Regions from separate parts of the Mus musculus genome. Here regions 2, 3 and 4 are each linked to region 1. The links are chromatin contacts, called in public promoter capture Hi-C maps. All regions are on one chromosome and are shown on one strand. Each heading gives the region's core, a stretch centred on a gene start, on an enhancer-like site or on the middle of the called end of the contact. The rest is flanking DNA. Distances are from core to core; before and after follow the strand shown.

Evidence for each region. Promoter capture Hi-C pulls out the DNA fragments that hold promoters and counts their contacts.
Region 2: a promoter capture Hi-C map of second pharyngeal arch cranial neural crest shows a contact between it and region 1. The contact joins the promoter of Olfr71 here to the promoter of Unc13b in region 1. A contact is called at or near these places in 16 of 39 promoter capture datasets (3T3-L1-derived adipocytes, the C10 cell line, the HPC-7 cell line and 10 more), 1 of 484 Hi-C or Micro-C datasets (the Ba/F3 cell line) and 4 of 115 datasets of contacts at active chromatin or transcription factors (bone marrow-derived macrophages, embryonic forebrain, kidney and 1 more).
Region 3: a contact with region 1 is called in a promoter capture Hi-C map of neutrophils, with 3 times the contacts expected there. The contact joins the promoter of Fam221b here to the promoter of Unc13b in region 1. A contact is called at or near these places in 11 of 39 promoter capture datasets (the C10 cell line, HPC-7-derived erythroid cells, cranial neural crest and 7 more), 1 of 484 Hi-C or Micro-C datasets (CD4 T cells), 3 of 115 datasets of contacts at active chromatin or transcription factors (bone marrow-derived macrophages and craniofacial prominence) and 2 of 9 other capture datasets (adipose tissue and liver).
Region 4: a contact with region 1 is called in a promoter capture Hi-C map of embryonic stem cells, with 2.4 times the contacts expected there. The contact joins the promoter of Npr2 here to the promoter of Unc13b in region 1. A contact is called at or near these places in 18 of 39 promoter capture datasets (the 3T3-L1 cell line, 3T3-L1-derived adipocytes, the C10 cell line and 11 more) and 3 of 115 datasets of contacts at active chromatin or transcription factors (embryonic stem cells, large pre-B cells and neural tube).

What each region holds. Positions count from the first base shown.
Region 1 is chr4:43,056,695-43,060,794 of GRCm38.p6, reverse strand. It overlaps Unc13b (unc-13 homolog B), which reads right to left and starts at 1,842. Exons shown (of 40, transcript NM_001384106.1): 1 at 1,510-1,842. The coding sequence starts at 1,531.
Region 2 is chr4:43,704,879-43,708,978 of GRCm38.p6, reverse strand. It overlaps Olfr71 (olfactory receptor 71), which reads left to right and starts at 2,413. Exons shown (of 1, transcript NM_019486.1): 1 at 2,413-3,351. The coding sequence starts at 2,413. The coding sequence ends at 3,351.
Region 3 is chr4:43,667,086-43,671,185 of GRCm38.p6, reverse strand. It overlaps Fam221b (family with sequence similarity 221, member B), which reads left to right and starts at 2,327. Exons shown (of 7, transcript NM_175517.3): 1 at 2,327-2,592. It overlaps Tmem8b (transmembrane protein 8B), which reads right to left and starts at 1,879. Exons shown (of 13, transcript NM_001368840.1): 1 at 1,152-1,879. The coding sequence starts at 1,680.
Region 4 is chr4:43,629,864-43,633,963 of GRCm38.p6, reverse strand. It overlaps Npr2 (natriuretic peptide receptor 2), which reads right to left and starts at 2,029. Exons shown (of 22, transcript NM_173788.4): 1 at 1,113-2,029; 2 at 234-439. The coding sequence starts at 1,779.

The DNA.
Region 1 (4,100 bases), core at 593-3,092:
CTCTGTCTGGGGTGGCAGCAGAGAATTAATAAACTATCCAAGAGGCATTTCCAATCCCAACCTCTCTCAAATCCTGCTATTTGGCAGCAGGGATCTAAAGGAATAAATAGACTCCCAGCTGCTGAGGGGAAATGCTTCCCTAAAACCAAAGCAAAATTCTCATTAATGAAAAATCAACCACTAAAAAAAAAAAGAAAAACTGTAGCTCTCATAATCCCCGGAAGTAACCAAATCCTATTTGGGGTTAGTGCAGATTTAATGAGACAGTAGACTAGCACAACCCAAAGCAGTTCCATTTGCCAGCAGCTGGGGGAAACACTGCAATCAGAGGGATCACAAACAACAATGCTTCTAATCCGTACAGCCAAAAGAAACATGAACTCTTAGCTACCCTGTAAAAGTGACAGGAAAAGGCTCTGGGAAGGCTCTAGTGGATAAATACGCTCTCACAATCAAACCACTTTATCTCATTTTATTCAACAGATATATGGCTTGTAATTTGAATCTCCCAAGATCAAATTCAATCAGCAATCCAAACCCTACTTTTTCTGGCCAGTTAATCTCTCTAAAATCACAGTTCTTGCATTCATTCAAAATTTCTACGGAGCTTGGCACTCGGAATACTATTTTGTAAAAAATAAAAACACCAGCAACACAGTCTCTAGAGCTAAATTCAGGGCACTGTACCTCACATGACTTAAACTCCAAAGCTCTGGTTTTATAAAAAGCTTCCTGTAACCCCAGTCCTCGGGAGGTGAGGTGGTTAAATCACAACTTCCAAACCAGACTGAGCCATACAATGAACTCCAAACCAGCTTGGACTATATAACAAGACTGTTGTTTCCAAGAACCATCACACACAAACACATCCCTTCCTGGATGGACCAAGTGTCCTCAGAGAAAGAGCCAAAGCTAAAATAAAATAAACCATTTCTCCATGTTCCACTCCCAAAGGGGAGAAGCCAACACCACCTCCTTCTTCAAAGTGTCATGTGAAAATATAATCTATGCCTTGACACAAACTGAGGTTCAGGAAAGGAGCCGGGGACGAGACAGACAATAGTAAGATGCAAATCAAGAAATAAACTTGAAGGGATGTGACAGCTGTACCACTAACACGGTCAGAGTCATAAAAAGCTGCTACTCCGGGGCCAACTAGTTCCACAGCGCGGGGAGAAGAAGAAGCTGTCCGCTCTAGACAGGCGCCAACCATAGGAGGTCCCCTCAGGTGCCCACTGGCATCGGACCCTTTTCACTGTTTAATAGCATCTGGCAAGCCCGACAACAACGCTGTCTCACGGCTGCCAGAATGGACGGATAACAGTCCGCCGCGGAAGGGGGGTCACGAAGGAGCGGGGGAAACTCGTCGGACCTTTAGAAGTGACTACGAACGCATTCGCCACCCAGGGCAAGCGCGGGGAGCGAAGTTCGGGAGAAGCGCCGCCGGGACACTACCACAAGTGTCCGGGCAGGCGTGGGAGCCGCGGGTCCCGCCGGCCGCGCACTCACCACGCACACAGAGCAGCGACATGGCCGAGGCGCGGACCAGCCTCCGCCGCACCTCGGCGGCGCGGAGCCCGGCCGCTCCCTCTTTTCTCTCAGCAGGTGCCGCGCCACCCTCTGCTGTCCGCCTCGCGGGTCCGGCCGCTCCTCATGGTCCCCGGCGCCCGCCGCGTTCCCCGCTCCCTCGAAGCCGCCCGGGTTCTCACGGTCGGAGTGAGCAGAGGAAAGAGCTGAGGCTCCGCCGGCAAACTGGGGACTGGGCGCGGCCCCGAGGCGCCATAGCTGCGAAGCGTGAGCGACCAGAACTCCCTCCCCTCACTCCGGCTGGGATCCCTGCGAGAGACTGGGCGGAACCAATCCCCAAGGGCTACGCCTCCCGGCCAATCCGCTCGCGCCCAGTCTGCCGACCCCGCCCCCCCGGGAGCACGTAGACTTCGAGGTCCCCCTTCATTTTTCTAATAACCAAGATTGATAGCAGCTCCGCCCACTGAAAGGGCTTCAAAGCAAGGATGGGCGGGGCTGGCCCTCACCTGTGTGAGGCGAGAGTTGAAACCTTTTGCTCCTCCCACGTGCGTGGAGTTTCCACACAAAAACCAGATTCTCTTCATTGAAGACTTGGCAATTGATTTCCTTAATGAGACGAGGCTTTACAGCCGGAGAGAGATTTGCCATAGTAATTACACAAGGTTGCATTAGGGCTATGGCGGCAAAATTCCAGTTCTTCCAGACATAGAGGCTAGGGTATAAGGAATTCAAGGCCATCCTTGGCTACATGGTAAATCTAAGGCTAGCCTATGCTACACGAAGCTTTCTCTCTTTCTCTCTCTCTCTCTTTTTAAGTGTCTTTCCAAATGTTAGAACTACGAATCTGGAGAAGAGAAAAAAAACTGAACCTTAGGGAAGATTTGGAACACACTAGTCACGAGATCTCAAAGATAGTGGGCATTTTAGGGCTGCCAGTGGTTGGCATATTTAACTATTCATCGCAGTTTTTCTAGAGCAAGCAAGGAACTGAAAAGGAGTTGAACTTCTGAATTCTAGTACTGAATTTAGAAAGAACAAACAGAACTGTTATAAAATCAAGGATCCTCCTAGAGAATGCAGAGGCCGACCAGCAAGACTGGAAACTTTGCACCTGGCCAATAGTATAAAACAGTGGGAAACAATCTAATAAAATTGTGAGGTGCACACATTTTAGACCTAAGTAGATACAGCCAGTATGTTGTCTATTGGCATGAACTAAATAACCCCAGAGCTTAGTAGCTTAAAACAACACTGATTATCCGGAACTTTCTGCAGGTCAAGAATCCAGGCACAACTGAGCCGAGTCCTCCAGTTGAGGGTTTTTCAGAAACTCTCAAGTGCCTGCATGACTGGAGTATCTCAGTTCCAACCTCCCTTCTGTGATTGTTGGCGGAACCCAATTCCTCCAGGGCTTGGAATCATAGCCTCAGTTCTTGATTAACTATGGGCCAGCCTCAGTTCCTTGTCACGTAGGCTTGGCCAACAAAGCTGCTTGCACACAGTCTGAGGCCAAGCAAAACATCAGATGCCTGTAATCTCAGCACTTGGGAGGCGGAGGCAGCAGGACTAGCCATTCAAAACTATCCTTGTATCCTTGACTACATAGTGAGTTCAGTGGAGCCCTGAACTACATCAGACCCTGTCTTTAAAAAAAAGAAAAGAAAAAGAAAAAGAAAAAGAAAAGAAAAGAAAAGAAAAAAGAGAAAAGAGTAAGGAGCTGGAGAGATGGCTGAGCAGCTAAACTCATTTGCTGCTCTTGCAGAGGGCCCAGCTGTGGGTCTCAGCACCCACATGGGAGCTCATAACTGTCTGCAACTCCAATTACAGAGGAACTCATCTTTTTTTTTTTTTTAAAGATTTATTTATTTATTATATGTAAGTACACTGTAGCTATCCTCAGATTCTCCAGAAGAGGGCATCAGATTTCGTTACGGACGGTTGTGAGCCACCATGTGGTTGCTGGGATTTGAACTCGGGACCTTCGGAAGAGCAGTCGGAGCTCTTAACCACTGAGCCATCTCGCCAGCCCTGATCTCATCTTTTTTTACTTTTTTTTTTTTTGCCTTCACCTGTGTCAGTCATACACATAGTACAAACAAACACGAAGGCAAACATTCATACACATGAAATAAAAATAATCTTTTGGGGAAGGGAGGGTTGAGGTTTGAAACAGGGTTTTACTATGTAGCCCTGGCTGTCCTGGAACTCACTCTGCCAACCAGGCTGGCCTTAGCCTCCTGAGTGCTGGGATTAAAGATGTGCACCACCATTGCCCTAAGAAATAAAAGTAATCTTTAAAAAAAGAAAAAAGGAAGCCAAAGCATGAAGCTGAGAAAGCCAGGCAGTTTCCTGAAAAGAATAGAAATCATCATCTCTGCCATCCTGATTATAAGAGTGACATCACCTCATTTTTCAAAGATTTATTTCACTGGGCCGTGGTGGTGCACGCCTTTAATCCCAGCACTTGGGAGGCAGAGGCAGGCGGGTTTCTGAGTTCGAGGCCAGCCTGGTCTACAAAGTGAGTTCCAGGACAGCCAGGGCTACACAGAGAAACCCTGTCTCGAAAAACCAAA
Region 2 (4,100 bases), core at 1,164-3,663, 650 kb before region 1:
TGTGTGTGTGTGTGAGAGAGAGAGACAGAGACAGAGACAGAGACAGAGACAGACAGAGAGACAGAGGAGTGAGAGAGGGGAGAGAGTGTAACTGTGAGATGGAGAGGGTAGTAATTGTGAGAGAGAGAGAGAGAAAGAGAGAGAGAATTCTATTTACATACACTCATGTGCGTTTGTGAATGGCCACACACGCATACATGAGCCTATGCGTAGGATAGACACTCACAGGTGTATATGGACTGGTGTGTTAGACAGATGTTGTGCACTCAGTTGTGTGTATGCACTGCAGGTGACCCCATGTTTGTGTGTGTGCGTGTTCCAGCGCATAGCCCAGGGCCCCAGCTGCCAATGTTGCCTAGAGACTGACAGGATGAACTGCAGTGTGTGCAACCACTCAAAGAGGAGGCCGAGGCTGACTCCAGTCATTGGAGCTTCAAGAGAAGACAGGACCATCTCTGTGCCTTGTCCCAATCCGGACACAGTGCTTGTCTCTGATGAAGCTCTGCTAGAGGAGACAACCCCACCAAACACCTAGCCTCAGAGAATCCCTAGTGAGCCTTCGTGGGGAACTCGCAGCTTATACTCCTCATGACCCCATGGTGATGTAGACAGTCATGTTGAGGCCAGAGCTTCTGCCTGAGGCCCTGGGACTGGACCAGAGCTCTCCTTGCTGCAGTAGGGACGACTGATTTCCTGAGGTGAGGCTCAGTGTAGGACTAAGCTCAGGACATTATAGATCATGTTAATACTGTGTAAGAAGAAGGAACATCCGGCAGGACCACCCAGCCTTGACACTTGAGTTATTTGAGAGACCCTTCAAGTGCCCCCTCACCAAGAAGAAGTTTGTATGCCTCGTAGGGCATACAGACAGAGGGAGGGGAGGTCAGGCATGGAAGAGTGGAGAAGTCTCCCTGGGAAGGCTTTGGAGTCAGTGCCTGGAAGCAGCCATCTGCTCAGTTGTTCCCCTGATGCATAGGGTTTGGTGGCCCTAAGTCACTTCTTGGTCTTTGGAAAGATTAAACAAGGAGCAAGTAAAAGGCGGAGACTGTGTCCAGGTGGAGAGACAGCGGGGAGCTGGGTTTGGGCATTATGGTTCATGCTACCGCAGCATCGTCTCAGGTACTCTGACACTGAAGACGGGTTTAAACCTAACATTTTTGTTTGTTTGTTTTGTTGGGTTTATTTTATCTTATTTATTTTATTTTATTTTATTTTATTTTATTTTATTTTATTGGTTTGCGTGTTTGTTTTTTGCTGGTGAGAGGATTGTGAGAAGGAAGCAGGAGGGTGTCCATCCAGAGCAGCAGGTATGAGACTTGTTAGAGGCAAATGTCAGCTCCATGTGGTTAGATGCTACAATACTGGGAAGATCCCTGCTGGAGGCTTAACCCCCTCCTTCCCCCCCCCCAGCAGCTTCTGTGTGAGCTCAGTTTCCCCATCTGCCACAAGAGAGCTCGCCAGTGAACCTGTCAGGGAAGCTCCTGTGTTCATAACCTTGGAGGTTTGGAAGCCAAAGCATCCTTTGTTCTGACTGGGAGAAAATAGGACCGGAGACTGTGTCTCAGGGTCTGTTTGACTTGCCTGTCACTGGGAGGCAACTTCTAAAGCTCCAGCCCGCACAAAGCGCCTGACTGAGCATCTCCATTGTGGGGAGAGGGGGGCTCCCACTCATGGGCTTAGAGACCATCAGCAGCTCCCTGAGACAAAAAGCACAGGGTGTGTGGAGACCAGAGCTGGCCTAAAGAGACAAACCAGACCCCTACCAGTGAGAGAGAAATGAGCAGGGCATGTCAGACAGTGAGGACAGCATAAGTAATGGCTCAGAGATGGTCCAAAAGACAGGAGGACCTTCAGAGACATTCTAGCTTTAAGTGTGGTGCCTGGGCCAGTAGAGCTGCAGCCGCACACAGACCCACTGAGCCAGAAACGCCGTGGGGAGAACAAGGTGTGTTTTGACAGCCTTCCAAGTGAGTCCTGTGTGTGGATCTCTGATCCAACTCCTCAGCTCCCAAATTGTTCGTCTTGTCTGTGATAGGTTAAGTGAGGGAAGGGGACCTGGGGTCAAGTGAGTTTGGGAGCGCATGATCTACATTGCTTTTGGAGAGCTACCAATAAACATTAGTCTTTTAAAGGCCGTGACAAGTCCTCTCTCTCATTCAGCGTTGGCTCTCAGTGATCCTTCAGGCTGTCTGCTCAGACTTCCAAGTACAGTCGTTTAGGAAAACACTGCCCTGAATCATCCACCTTCCTCACACGGATGAACTGAAGCCTACAGAGGGTGAGGAGTCTGTCCCAAGGCCACAGAGAGTGTGGCCAAGCTGGAAAAGACCTTAACCACCTCTGTGGTCCCATGCACGACCTGCATCCTCCGTCCTTCCGCCCCATCTGCGTATCCAGCCAGAACCCCACAGTATGGAGCCCAGCAACAGAACTGCAGTCTCTGAGTTTGTCTTGAAGGGATTTTCTGGCTACCCGGCCCTCGAGCGGCTACTCTTTCCTCTGTGCTCAGTCATGTACCTGGTGACTCTGCTGGGGAACACAGCCATCGTGGCGGTGAGCATGTTGGATGCCCGCCTGCACACGCCCATGTACTTTTTCCTGGGTAACCTTTCCATTTTGGACATCTGCTACACATCTACTTTTGTACCCCTGATGCTGGTCCACCTCCTGTCGTCCCGGAAGACCATCTCCTTTACGGGCTGTGCCGTCCAGATGTGTCTGAGCCTCTCCACGGGCTCCACCGAGTGCCTGCTGTTGGCCGTCATGGCCTATGACCGCTACTTGGCCATTTGCCAGCCACTCAGGTACCCCGTGCTCATGAGCCACAGGCTCTGCCTGATGCTGGCAGGAGCCTCCTGGGTGCTCTGCCTCTTCAAGTCAGTGGCAGAGACGGTCATCGCCATGAGGCTGCCCTTCTGCGGCCACCACGTGATCAGACACTTCACCTGTGAGATCCTGGCTGTGCTGAAGCTGACCTGTGGTGACACCTCAGTCAGCGATGCCTTCCTGCTGGTGGGGGCCATCCTCCTGTTGCCTATACCCCTGACCCTCATCTGCCTGTCCTACATGCTGATCCTGGCCACCATCCTGAGGGTGCCCTCAGCCACCGGGCGCAGCAAAGCCTTCTCCACCTGCTCGGCACACCTGGCTGTTGTCCTGCTTTTCTATAGCACTATCATCTTCATGTACATGAAACCCAAGAGCAAGGAAGCCCGGATCTCAGACCAGGTCTTTACAGTCCTCTACGCTGTGGTGACCCCCATGCTGAACCCCATTATCTACAGCCTGAGGAACAAGGAGGTGAAGGAAGCGGCCAGGAAAGCTTGGGGCAGCAGATGGGCCTGTAGGTGAGGGAGGGCAGGGCTCTGCATGGGTAGGGGTCTTCCCTTGTTATGTGGATCAGCCTATGCCAATACCACTGTGGGACAGAACATGGAGCTATGGAGACCTACACTCCAGAGACACAGTACCAAATCCCACTAATCCTGACACAGAATCACTCACAAGTCACTTTCTGCTCCTGCCCTGTCCTGGTCCAGGCTGCTGCCTAGCACCTGTCCCTGGGCCTCCACAGTAGTCTCTGGGCTGACCTCAAGACAAGTTAGTATTTGGCTAGTGCAGCTGCTCACACCTACAATACCAGCATTTGTGAAACTGAGGCAGGAGGATGGTCAATTTGAAGTCAGCCTGTGATAGTAAGACCCAGTCTGAAAATAAATAGTTAATAGTCACTGGAATTGCCAGCTTCAGTCTCTCCCTGGTGGGGCATCAGGAGGACCATTTTAAGAGCTACTTAAGATTGCATCGCTCTCCTGACTGACATCTGTAAGTAGCTCCTCACTGCTCTCGGGATGAAGCAGATGCTCTTTGGGGCCTTGGAGGTGCCTCCCTGACCTCCGCCCACCCGCCCGCTGGCCTAGCTTCCAGCCTTCTCTCACACTTTCCCGCCTCATAGCCCCACACACCAGCCAATCATGAACCTCCCCTTGCCCTACACTGCCCATCCTCAAATTTTGTGTTCTCCCCACGAAGCAGCTCTGCAGCACACAGCGCATGTGCAGATGGACTTCCTGCCCCTTCAGGCTCCTCTCCTGTGTTCT
Region 3 (4,100 bases), core at 1,078-3,577, 610 kb before region 1:
CACCATTCCCAGGTCCCTGTTATACACACAAGTACACAGTCCCCACACGTCTCTGCAGGCCTACGACCCTCAGATGGCACTGATCTCAGGCTGTACACTGAGCAGACCCACTGAGATCATTGAAAACCCCTGCCACCCACAGCTGCAGCTAGCTGTTATTGCCAAAGACAGTTGGGACAATCTCTCGATACAGAGCCACTCAGCAAAGGTGGCTTGGGGCTAAGACCTTGAACACTAGCCATTTCCTGATGGGACCACCTCTGCCCCTTAAGCTAGGCCCCTCTCTGCTTCTCTCATTCTGACCATTAAGAGGCTGGGCGGCTCTACTAACCAGCCAAGGGGCTTCCTGAACTAGATACAAGTGAGAAACAGTTTATGAAAGAGATTATGCCTTGGGTCAATGGAGGAATACTTCAATCGGGTATTGTAGTCAGAGGAAGAGGGGAGGGAGACAACCACTATGTCACGGGAATTAGGAAACCTTTTTTTCTAGCTCCACTATTGCCATCTATGTAGAACACAACTTTGAACTGCTCCCTGCCTGAGCCTCAGTTTCCTCATCTGCAGAATTGTGCTGAGGTTCAGTCATGCTTTAAACGTATCAAAAACTATCCTTAGCCCAGCTATGATTGCTTAGGGAAAGACCCAGCACAAGAAGAAAGAGTAAATAACCCATGTCCATCTATATAATGCAACATATTGTCTTCAAAACTGCTTTTCAGCCCTTTTTTCTTTTAATGCGTGTTTGTTATCTCAAAGTTTTAGGCTACAGTGTCTCCATATCTCAGGTTACAATAAAAGCTTTTACTATGTCCTCTCCATAAAACTTTGGAAACAAAAGGAGCAAAGTCCCCAAGACTTCCCAGGGTAAGCCAGACTCAAGGAGTCAGGATGGACACCGGGAAAGGAGATCTCCATCTCTTGAGGACTATTAGCAACCTGCTGAACTACCTGAGAGTCCCTGCCTCACCACTCTTAAAGGCTGCAAATCCATCTCTTGTGTAAGCCCCCTTCTTGCTCTTCCCCTCCAACACACACACATTTCTTCCCCCAGTGACCGAGCTCACCAAGTCCCACCTCTCCCGACTCTTTCCAAGCTATCCCTCCCTGGAACCCCATCCGGTCTCAATCCTTTCCGCTTCTCCACTCACCAGCCCCTGGACCAAGGACAGAAAACAGCAACAGCAGCAATAGGGCTGGTGGCAGCTGGAGCCCAGACCTGAGTCGAGGCTGGGAGAGGGGTAGAGTATGAGAGAGGCGGGGACCCAGTGGAAGAGACTTGGGCAAACATAGAGATGGGGGCAAAGACTGGGCTTTTTTTGGGTGGCGCTGAACTGAGCACCGGGGCTCAAACAAGGGCAGAAGGTGTGATGGAAGGAGTGGGTGTGATGGAGATTGAAGCAAGGGCTGTGGCTGGGCCAGGGGCTTAAGCAAACGCGGGGAATGGGACAGGGTCAGATGCTGGGCTGGGAATTGTGACAAGGGGTGGAACAAGGGCCGAGGCGGAGATAGCGGCCAGGCTGGGGGCAGGGACCGGGGTTGAAGCGGGGACCTGGACCTGGACATTCGCTGGGACACCGGCCGGGGCCTGGACAGGTTTGGGAAGCGGGGCGAGGGCGTGGCCGGAGGCCAAGGCTGAAATTGGGATAGGATGAGGGGCCGGGACAAGGGCTGGGCCATGGCCCGGGGCGGGGGCGGGGCCGGCCAGGCCAGCACGGGACGCTCGTAGAGCTGACCCGCGGCTCCGCTCCCCACCCCCGGGGGGTGGCCTCTGGCGTCCTCGCGGGCTCGGGGCTGGGGCCGGGGCCGGGGCCGGGGCCGGGACCTGGGGAGGAGTTCAGGCCTGGGCGACTCCGGGCTGCGCTGAACCGGCGTTAACCAGGCCCCGCGGCGGCCGCGGCGTGACGCTCGCCTGACGCTCCGCCCCGCGCCCCATGCGATTGGCCGCTCTCAGCAAAGCCCGCCCCTACCCAATTCTATTGGCCTCTAACTGAAGCCTGCTGCGCTGCCTACCTTAGAGCCTCTGTCTCAAGCCTCACCGCCCGGCCCTGGGTCACCTCTCAGGTCCACATCTCCCAGTGAACGCGGCTCACATACTGTACAGAAACCTTCCAGAAATTCACAAAACCAGGCTCCTCTCGGGCCGTGTTCCTCCCATTCCTAGGTCTGCACAGCCTACAGAGAGACTCACTCAACTCTGATCCCAACTAGATCCAAAGCAGCCCTCTCAGGAAACCTCACCCACGCCCGGAGATGACGAGAAGACTTCTGTTGCCCTGGAGACTACTTGGCATTTCTGTTGCCCTGGGGATCGAAGCCTGTCCTGGGTTCTAGAGCGCATCCTTCATTGGCCCTGGACCTCTCTTCTTCCTTCCCTTTACTGCCTTTATCAACTGGGGCCAGAGTCCCTTTGCTAAGGTCTGCAGGTGCCTACGCCTTCCCAAACAAACTTAACAAGGCCTCTCAGTTAGCACCTACAGCCTGGCTCATCAACAGCAAAACCATTCCGTAGGTCAGAATCAATACTTCCCCCTCCAACCCAGGTAAAGATCCTGACCTAAGGACTTGGGATCACCAAGCCCAAGCAGAGAGGTAGGTAGTTTTTCAAACAGCCCTCCACCCCAGCCCTTTACCCTGCCACTTTTCCTAATACCATCTGTCCTTCCCCGCTCGTCCTCTACTTTTTGTCCGCGTTCTCACCCACTTTCTCGTCATCCTCCCTCTGCCCCTTTGCTAGTTTGCCCTGTAGAAAGACCCCAGGGAAAGTAATTACTTTTTTAAAAAACAAACCTTTAATTTTATTTTATGTGTATGGGTGTGTTTGCCTGCGTGTATATTTGTACACCACATGAGTACAGTGTCTGTGGAGGCTGGAAGAGAGGGTCAGAGCCCTTGGGACTAGAATTACGGGCGGTCGTGAGCAGCCATGTTGAGAATTAAACCCAGGTCTTCTGCTGAGAGATCGCTCTAATGAGCTTAAGATGCAATATCTCAAGGTAGCTAATACTGTCTCTGAGACACGGGACACACTACAGATCAGAGAAACACGTGAATCCTTAAGTAGCTCTTACAAATGATGATAGACTTGTACAGATGACAGGGTCTGTGTTGGAAGCCCGAGTGGTGGCACTGGCCTGTAATTTCAGTACCTGGGAAGTAGAGGCAGGAGAATTATTGCCAGTTTAAAGCCAGCTTGGTCCAAATTCTAGGCCAGCCAGGCCTATAGTGAGACCCTGTCTCAAAATACCAAGGGTTTTTGGGTGTAGCTCCATGATAGAGCACTTGCCAGCATATAAAAGCCTCCAGTTCATTCCTTAGCACCTGAAAGGGTCTGAGGTGGTGACAACAGACCTTGCCAGTCAGGGCCAAGAAACTTGGATGTCATCCATTAGGCTGGTTCAGAAGGTTGTGTGTGTTCAAAAGGTCTTGCTGGAGGAGGAAAGAGCTTCCCTCCTGGATCTTTCTAGGGTGAATCTAGCACCCTCCCTCTTCACAGCATCCTGGAGACAAGCCATCCATTCTGCTCCTGTGTGCTGCATTGCCTCTCAAGCTCATCTGGTCCCAGATGCATACATGGTGCCTGAGTAAAGTGTTAGTTTGGGATGTTTATAAAATATGTCCTAAGTGTAAGGTTGAGTGGGTGGATATGCAGAGGTGGTAGTGGAGAGCCAATGGTACTGTACCGCCAGGCAGAAGATAATGAGGACATGAACAAATTGAAGGGAGCAGTGAGAAAGAGATACAATTGGGGCGTGTTTGGAAGATTAAGAGTGGTGCTAGTTGCAGATGGCACTACAGAAGACTAGGGTAAGACATGTATTTCCAGGTTTGAAGGGAGTGGGACTTCCCTGGGAAAGACCAGGCATGCGCACCTAAAGCACAAGGGAATAACGAGATCTGAGTTAGAGATGCAGATTTAGAAGCCAGAGGTAGCCAGGCACGGTGATGCACCTTTATAATGTCATCCTCACAAGGCCGAGGCAGGAGTCCTATAAGGCGTTCAGAAAGAGCCTGGGCTACAAGGCCTTCAAAAGAAAAAGAGGGGAGCACAAGTGGACACAGCATGTAGCTGGAAGTAGTTGAAGCCTTGCACATAAATG
Region 4 (4,100 bases), core at 780-3,279, 570 kb before region 1:
GAAAGCATCCTAAGATCTCTGGTAGCGGCCAAGGTCAGTCTTGGCAAGCACACTAGGTAACAGTCACAAATCTCAGGAAGGAAGAGTGAGACCAGACACAGAACATTTCTGACCATTTCCCTTCCATAGCACACCACACCTGCCCTATTCCAGAGCCTTCAGGAGGGTCTTGGGAGAAACAGATCCTCCAACCAAGTGAGTCTTCCCATCTTTAGTTTGGGTTCCAAAGGTACCTGAAAGGCCTCTCTGAGGGCCTGGGCCTGTTCCTGGGTTCGATTGTCCTGCCATGGCCGGCCTGTTGCACGGGTGGGGCCTGCTCGGAGACTCTCCCCAAAGACATCAAGGTAAAAGAAGACATAGTCCCCATTGGTCAGGTTCTCCCTCTGGGCCTGAAGCAGGATCTCATGCAGCATTTCCAGGGGGCCGCAGATATACACAACTGGGAGTGCACAGGACAGAAGGGCACCCTGAGACAGCATCCAGGTCCCCCCTCCTCTCTGAGTCATCCCATTACAAGAGAGTGCCCTACCCATCGACCACCCAACAGATGTTCCCATCCCTCCCCTTAGAGCTCATGTCGCAAGTGCCCTGGGGCCACATGGACCATCTGGTCCAAGTCAGAGCCCAACTCCAGACCCCAGAGACTGGCGTGATGACCCAAGCCCCTCCTTCCCCCAAAGCTGTGTTTGCTAGACTTCACAGCCCCCACGTCCCCTCCTGCCTACCTCTCCCTAGGCTCACAAGCACTTGTGCTCACAATTTTTGTGTGAGCCTTACCTGCTTTCCCAATCAAACCTGAACCCATAGAGTCATCTCTATGCTACCAAGAGGCTTTGTGTTCCAATCTAAGGGGTCTCTGCTCACAGACAGGTGCACATTTCAGATCAGACATCACCCACATCCACTACTCAAACCCCAGCCCCAGGCTCAGCCTTGCTGACCTCTGACTGATGCCAGGTTCTCTCAGGAGCTCTGTCCTCAAAAGTTCCTCCATCCCAACCATCACATAGAACTCTCCCCTTCCTATCTCTGCCTATTTCTCTGTGTTGCACTGCTCCAGGGACATAGCGGCCCACCTCCCCTGTTTCTAAAACAGCCCGGGCCACACTTACTGCGCCCGTTGGCTCTGATGAAGTGGGTGGCTTGCTCAGGGCCACCTGGCTCTCGGGCATACACCTGGTGCTGCACACTGAGGTTGCTGCCCTGCAGGGCCTCAAAGACGCCCTCGATGGTGAAGTAGTGGGGCCGGTCATCTGTGCGAGCATCCAGATACAGCAAAGCAGCCCGAGCTGTCCAATTGAAGTGCCCGTGCAATGTCACTACAAACTCACCCAGCTTGGGCGCAGAGGGGCCAGTGCGAACCAGGGTACGATAATGCTCATTCTTAGCTGCAAAGCCAGAGGCCACTGCCCCCGCAGTCAGGAGGGGAAGGCGCCAGTGTGAGGCAAAGCGAGCCACAGAGGCAGCGGGGTACACACAACCGGGGCCCAACAGAAGGTCGGGGTCATGGTACAGCTTGAGGTCCACAGCGCGCAGTGGTGCCAGGTACTCAGAGCAGGCGCCGTCTAGTTCGGAGCTGACAAACCGCAGGTCCACGGGCAGTGCCCGGCCCAGTGCCTCCACAGCCAGTGCCACAGCAGGACCCACCCGTGGCCAGGCCCAGGCATAGCTCAGGTTGTGTTCTGGCAGCACCACCGCCAGCGTCAGGTTCCGTGCCCCCGGAGGACGCACCCCACCTGCCAGGGCTGCCACCACCAGCAGCAGGGATGGCAGTGCCATGGGGATAGAGCAGCTGACCCACGGTCCCCCGAACCAGGGGCCGCTCTGGCCTACTGGGCAGGCACAAGCGCCACCCAGCCTGGAGCCTGGGGAAGAGGGCCAGGAAGAGAAGTGGGGGCAAGCTTAGTCGGCCCGGATACAGAAAGTGCTGGGGACCACGCAAGAAGAGGATGGGGGGAAACCTGGGTCGGGAAGGAGTGGGCTACCAGCCCACAGCCAGGTCCAGGGACTAAGGATAGGGTGGCAGAAGGAAGAAGAGACCAAGGGGGCCTGCGACCGGGATGAGGACAGTGAGAGGTGAAGTAGCCTGACAATTCCAAGCCGAGAAGGGAGGAATCTGAGCCTGGGATGGGGTAGGGACTTGGGGGAGGCTGGCACAAAGAAACGGCCCGGGGACACCTCACAGCTGATCGGGCCGGGAGAGCAAAGAGCTGCGAGAAGCCAGAGCCCCGGGCTGAGGTGGGAGGGCGCCCGCCGCGGAAGGACTGGGACATGGGCAGGCAGGGAGCGAAGCGAGGCCTGGGCCAGAGGGGAGGGAAAGGCAGGGGTGACTCTCCCAGTGACGGCTTCTCCCGAAGCTCCTGCCTGGACTAACGGGCCCGGGCGCTGGTCCCATCCGGAGCTGCGGCGGCCCCGCCCGTGTCCCCCGCTCCTCTCCGCTCCGCTTCTCCCGGGCCCGGCGGCCTGCGCTGCCCGCCGCTGCCTCCCGCCCCCCGCCTGGGCCCCCGCGCGCGCCGCTCGCTCGTCCAGGTCAGGTCGCCTCGGCCCGGCGCGTCTCCGCTCGCTGCGCCCGCGGCGGCGGCCGAGTGTGACTTCCCCGGCAGGCCGCCCGACCCCGCCCCTCCCCCTCCCCTCCCCGCCCGGCCCCACCCTCCGGCTGCTGCTGCCACCCCCACCCCTGCCTGGCGCCCAGGGACCTCCCAGTCCCCAAACCACCCGGTGAGCGCCCCAGGGGCTCAGCACCCCGGGCCTCTAGGCCAGCGAGGTTCATGGGCGTCCCCATACTGTAAGGGCCTTCCTCTGCTTCCCCCAAGCCCCTTGTGCACAGGACTGCTCCCATCTCACTCATGCCTGCCTTCTTCCCTTGACACCCCACTTTTCTTAGAGTCCATTCACTCAATCAGATTTCCGCAGATGCTCCAGTCTCCAGGAAACTGTCAGAAATCCCCAATCACTGGGTATCCATTTATTCCTGGGTAGGGAAAACTCTACCCATCTCCTCAACGCCAGAGTGCTTTTCCTCAGGCAGGAGGAAGTCAGACCCTCATGGCACCAAAGGACTCCATTCTTCTCGGATCTTTATGGAGTCCACGAGTCCTCCTCTTCCTGGGGACTCAACTCTCCACTCTGTTTCTGTCTCCACGGTCGTTCTGCTCTTATGCCTATTGGATCCATCAGCCATCTGTTCCCAGGGCCTTGTCCTTTTGTCTTCCTGAGCCACACTTGGTGGGAGCTTATGGACTGACTAAGCCTAACAGGCCTCAGCAATTAAAGTTCATTGTACCCCCACCTAGGGATCCACCTCACTCCTAAAATTCCAGGCTAGAAAGTTCATCCAGGTACCCCTTATCTGGAGTGCTGACCCCATCTGGAAGAACAGCTTGTGAGAGATGACATCATTGCAAAGGGAACAGCTATGGCACCTTGGGGAGTTCTCAAATTATCAAAAAGGACATGCACATAAACACATTCTCCTCCATGCCGACAGCCAGTTTCTCTCCCACTTGAAGCCACTTCTCCAGAAATCACAGTGCCAAGAAGCCAAAGGCTCCCCAGCAGAGACTGAGAGCTTGCAGGCTGAGGACAATCTTTCTCTGAGATGAAGGCGACCCCTAGTGGCTTGAGGAGAAATTAAGGACCGAGTCTTTTTATTCAGAGCCATGAGTTCTGGCTGCTGTAGGCTGGAACACGAAAGAAGCTAATTGTTTCAGCTCTTGCCTTAGAGGGGCACACAGCTAAAAACCCTGGTCCCTGGAGTGAACACAGAGGTCATAAGAAAGCCACATTGACAAGTGGCCCTGCTGGATGCTCTATCCAAATAGAAGCTTATGGGTACCCCTCCCCCCTTTAAAGAACACCGAGGGAAATGAATTCTTGCTCCAGGCTGTCAATCCTGTTGGTGAAAAGGAATTATGCTCTGTCTGGGCAATAAAAGGAAGAGCAGTCACAAAGGGGATGGACAATATGAAAAAGACACGACTCTCAGGCCTGTCATCTTGGGACTGGGAGACTGAGGTAGAACGACCGTGAATTTGAGTAGCCTGGGCTACATAGTGAGTTCAGAGACTGCCTGAGCTAAATAGCAAATGTCTCAAAAAAAA